Linked DNA regions of Sus scrofa: region 2 is linked to region 1. The links are chromatin contacts, called in public Hi-C maps. All regions are on one chromosome and are shown on one strand. Each heading gives the region's core, a stretch centred on a gene start, on an enhancer-like site or on the middle of the called end of the contact. The rest is flanking DNA. Distances are from core to core; before and after follow the strand shown. Region 1 has its middle 13 kb from the start of ENSA. Region 2 holds the start of TARS2 (threonine--tRNA ligase, mitochondrial).

What was found. Hi-C and Micro-C count contacts between places; a contact is called where the count stands out from the background.
Region 2: a Hi-C map of liver shows a contact between it and region 1, with 8 times the contacts expected there. The contact joins the promoter of TARS2 here to the enhancer-like site in region 1. A contact is called at or near these places in 3 of 5 promoter capture datasets (fetal skeletal muscle, liver and skeletal muscle), 5 of 47 Hi-C or Micro-C datasets (embryonic fibroblasts, epiblast stem cells, fetal skeletal muscle and 2 more) and 2 of 2 datasets of contacts at active chromatin or transcription factors (alveolar macrophages and skeletal muscle).

What each region holds. Positions count from the first base shown.
Region 1 is chr4:98,539,172-98,541,691 of Sscrofa11.1, forward strand. No RefSeq gene overlaps it. Among named protein-coding and RNA genes, the nearest start is that of ENSA, 13 kb to the left of the region's middle. Within about 2 kb of position 1,265, at least 9 of the 83 cell types and tissues checked have an H3K27ac peak or open chromatin away from gene starts, as enhancers often do. A contact at or near this core is called in alveolar macrophages, liver and retroperitoneal adipose tissue, where this site is marked.
Region 2 is chr4:98,634,058-98,636,577 of Sscrofa11.1, forward strand. TARS2 (threonine--tRNA ligase, mitochondrial) reads right to left here and starts at 1,261. Exons shown (of 18, transcript XM_003355197.4): 1 at 1,123-1,261; 2 at 600-796; 3 at 167-290. The coding sequence starts at 1,188.

The DNA.
Region 1 (2,520 bases), core at 15-2,514:
TATGTGGGTGCTTCTTTCAAGGAGTTTCCATCCTGGTGGGGAAGTTACATATGAAGAAATCATTGCAGTGTTAAACTTGCATCAGTAGGAGCCTAGCTCCATAAAGGAATAGGGATAAGTAATAATAATAAATGCAAATGTTTTTAGTGCTTGCTGTGCATCAAGGCCATTTCTAATGTTTTAATTTACATCATCTCATCGAGTCCTCACAATTCTACGAAGTAGGTAGTCTTAGTATTGCCATTATACAAATGAGGGAACTAAATCAGTAACTTAAACAAGCCACACTGCTTCTGAGAGTGGAGGCAGATTCCACTGCCTGCAGAGGAATGGGGAAAAGAGTGACCAGGAAAGGTTTCATGGAGTAAATTCTGAAGGATGAACAGGATTTCTCCAGAAAGGTAAGGTGAGAAAGAGCCTTTTGGTAGGACCAATACTTAGAGAAGGATGAGACAATGTGGAATCTGGTGTTTCCACAGTAACAGTGTCACCAGTCCTGGGAACGGCTGGAGAGCGGGCCTGGAAGGTAGACAGAAGGATATGGCTTGTGGGTAGACACAGGAACACTGAGGGTCAGTTCTGAGTTTTAGATAGGTCATGGACAAATTGTGTGGGGAAGGCATTTAAAGGTGACAAATTTAGTGGTGGACTGGTCCTAGTATCAAGTTGCCTGGTTTTAAATCCTGATTTTGATATGCTTTGATAATTCAGGACAAGTTTCTTAAACTCTCATTATTTCAGTTATTTATTTTGTAAAGTAGGAATGATGTAGTACCTACCATAAAGGTTGGTTGTGATGATTAAACAAGATAAAGCATGTAAAGCCCTTCCCTCTGGGACTGCAACAGCACCTAAGATATGGCTCCTGCCCCCAAGGAGCTTACAGACTATAAGGGGGGTTAATAAAGATAGGTAGACTGGCAATTAGAATACAAAGATTCAGTGCTAAGATAGCGATAAGCACAAAATGCTCTGGAAGCATAGAGAAAGGGCACTCACCTAATTTGGGCAGGTGGCAGAAGAAGAGTCAGGAAAATCCTTTGACAGGAAATGGCTTCAAAGCTGATATATGATGGAGTAGTAGGACTTAGGTAAAGGGGTTAGGCTGGGAAAGGGGGTCTTCCGGGTGGAAGGAACAATATGTGAAAAGATGCAGGGTTTTACATTCTGGAAACTTGAAATAATTGAGATTGACTGTAGCATAGAATGAAGGGAATAAGGCCAGGATGGGTGGAGGGAAGCAAAGGTTAGATCACAAAGGGCCCTTTAGACTTTACCCTAGAAGCAGTGAGAAGCTGTTGTGTAAATATTTTGAGCAAGAAAATGACATGATCAGATTGGCTCCTTAGGATAACCTTTCTGACTGCAATGTTAGGAAGAGATTGGAGAGGGTAAAATTGATGTATTGGAGATGCTGCTAATGGTATGGAAAAGTCGGGGAGATGTATGGCTCTTCTGAAGAGGAAGATGATGAATTCAATTTGGGGCATAGTAAGTTTGAAGTAACAAAACCTACGTGGAGAAATCTGTACTAAGTAAACTGTTACCATGTGGTAGGTGAATTATGAATAAAACTGTTATGTTGCTCTAGTTCTGTAGATTAGATGTGATGAGGAACTAAAGAAGGTAATGATAGTGGGGATGAAAAAGAGTGAACAGATTCAAGAGATATATGAGAAGTACAGTCAACAAAACTGGGTGTGGGATGTGGGACTTGGGAAGAGGCAGGACTTTAATAGAATATTCCTATGTTTCTGGCCTGAGTTACTGGGTAAATGATGATGCTACAATTCAGAGATTATAACCGAAGAGCAAGTGTAACAAGGAAGATGGCTCAGTTTTGCAGAAGGGTTGATATGAGGTGCCTATAGGACATCCAACAGTGGATGACCACTAAGTTATTGGATTTATGAGTCTAGAGGTTGGAAAAGTCAGGATAGGAGATAGATTTTGTGGACTTCAAGATATACTAGTAAAGGCGTGGAAGGGAAGTACAAAGAGCAGAAAGACTGAAGAACTGACCTGGATGAAGGCTAACATCTGCAGGAAATAGAGAAAAGGGCCCAACGAAATAGGAGAATCAGGAAAATGTGTCCAAGGATAGAGTTTAATGGGTTAAATTGATTCAGTCAATATTGTAAAATGCTATTAAGGGTTACCTTAAAAAATGAGACCATCAGAGTTCTCTGGTGGCCTAGCAGGTTGATGATCTGGCCTTAGCACTTTTGTGGCTTAGGTCACTGCTGTGGCACAGATTTGATCCCTGGCCTGGGAACTTCCACATGCTGTGAGCATGGACCAAAAAAAAAAAAAAAAAAAAGAGACTATCTCACCTATGTAATAAAAAGTGACCCAAAATTTCAGGAAAGCAAGGTGCCAAAATCGTGAATAACTATTTGTCAGGTTATGGTTTTAAGTGGTGTGTGTGGGACTTCCTGTGAGGTAAGGATCTGGTGTAGAAGCATGTGTTCCACCCTAGCCCAGCACAGTAGGTTAAAGGATCCAGCAGTGCCACAACTG
Region 2 (2,520 bases), core at 11-2,510, 95 kb after region 1:
GACAAAAAAAAAAAAAAAAAAAAAAAATCAAAAAAGATAAGCAGTCCATGGTAGGCCTCCCTCTCAACTGAAAATGGAGAAACTGAGGCAAAAAAAAAAAAATGCTAGAAATTCCCACTTAAACATCTCTTAGCAGCCCCTATATCCCAATAAGGAAGAAACGTACTGCTTTCCCCTCTGCAGAATCGAATGTCAGAAATCTGAGGTCAGAATCTTTTTCCAAGGGCCGTTCCAGATCATAAGGTTCTCCATTCACTACAGCAGCTACTGCAGTATCTGCCAGTTTTGAACTTCAACAGTGGGGGTGAGGATAAAAAAAGACAAGGTTACAAGCTACAGAGGAAGACAGGAACTAATCCTTAGCAACTCTAAACTTGCGAAGGGGAAATGTATTACCAGAACACTGGAATCTTTTCTTTTTTTTTCCCCTCAATGCATAATAGAGAAAGGTCAGAGACCATAAAACTAATGCAGATAAAAAGGAATATGCAGGAAAGGCTATCTTGATGGGGATGGAATAAACATGCAGAGTTCTTTCCCTGCTCAAGTAAACAAAGTACAGAGGTAGGTTTACCCGGTAGGTATAGAAGGCCTGGTACCTGATCTGCTGAGCTAGTTGGTAAGGGGTTGTGTTCCATGCCACAGCATCCACTTTCCTGCCTCCAGGAAGCGATACCTTAATAGCCCGGTGTTCCTTCTGCGCCATGCTTGCTAACTTCTTTACCTGGGCGGTCCATAGCTCCTCAAAAAAGCCAAGCCGCTCTACCAACCAGTGTGGAGGAGTGGGCACAGCTGCCTGGAGGAAAAGATGTTAGGAGGTAACACAGGTCCCAAAATTCCTTATTGAGCTTGGGGGTAGTGGGAAGTGAGAACATTTAAGTGGCCATGATCTTAAATCCCAGTCTTTAAAAAAAGAATGGGAGGTATAAGGCCCTAGGCTGGGAGTGCTACATTCCCCAGACGGCTACCCTAGGAAAAAGATGGCGTACCTAAGGGCTACGGTAGCCGGGTCCCGAACGTAGGGCGGGAGTAGGGGGTGTCAGATGGGGTTGAGAGCCTATACTTTGGGCTTCAGCTGCGCTAGGTCCGATGTGTTTCGGAACTTTTGGGTACCTCACGCACCGTGTGCAGCCCGCAGGCTTGTAACCCTGGGAGCCGAAGTCGCCGCCACCTCCGATACAGCCCCATGTTCCTTCAGACCCGTCACACAGCCTCAAATAAATGATCGCTCCTTCTCTTTTGTCGGATTCTTCATTGGCTGCTGGCCCAACAATACCCATGCCTATTGGTTGTTATAGCTGTCACTCCAGTCTGGCCCCACCTCCAGGAACTCCGAAGCGGTATACCCCACACAGCACAAGCAGCGGTGTGGGTGGTTCCGGGTGACCGGAAGACCTAAGCTGATGCACACAGGGAATTCCAGTACCTGCAGAGTTTCAGACCAAAGTAGCAGTAAGATATGCTGCGGCTTTAAGGACAGAAGCAGGGAAACTTAGAGAGTGGGAGAAAAACGGACCAGAAGGGGTTGTTATTTCCTTTTAACTCTAAGTTTTCTTTTACACAGGCTTCACCGGGATGTGAAGTGAAGGAAACAGGTAAGAGCATAAATCTGGAATGAGACAGACCTGGTATAAATCCTGGATCACTGCGTAATTTGGGGTAAATTAATTCCTTTTAAACTTCAATTTTCTCATCTGTAAAATGAGAATAATAATATCATTCTGGTAGTTCTCATGTGGCTTAACGAGTTAAGGATCCGGCAGTGGCCCGGGTTGGATCCCTGGTCTGGTAACTTCCACATGCCTCCGTGTGCAGCCAAAACAAACAAAACAAACAAACAAAAAACCCTTAACTGTTGAGGTTAATTTTATGTAAATCGTCTAATATACTGCATGGTCCACAGTAATCGGCAACAATAGCAACAATCCATGAGAAAAAATGAATACAACATATAACAGCTTTGAGGCTGGAGCAAAACAAAGACTTTAAGGCTGGAGCAAAACAAAAGCAGAGGGCACTCCTTGGAGTCCCTTCATACTCGGTGCTTAAAGAAGGACCTCTGAGACCTCTTAGACCGTACACATGAGGAATTTAAGATCAGAGAAGGTAAGTGATTTAAGATCAAACAGTAAGCACTGACGCTGGATTCTCAATCCAAGTCTTCTATTCTTCTACCACACCAGACTCTCTCTAGTAAGAATTTTATCCCCAATATAATTCCCCCACCACTTAAGAAAAAAAGTTCCTGACCCTAGAATCTTAGCTCTCTGCTTTCTACACAGGACCTTTGCCTCTCATTCCCATCCAAGCTCTCAACTTCCTTTATCCCTTCTCTCCCCTCTCCCTATATCTAGAACATAAGACTAGATATATTTGATTTGTTTTACACAGTGAAAAATGAAACACAGGAGTTCCTGCTGTGGCACAGCGAGGTAGGAATCCAACTGTAGCCACCTCAGGTGGCTGCAAAGACTCGGGTTCCATCCCCTGCCAGAGCAGTGGATTAAGGATCCGCCATTG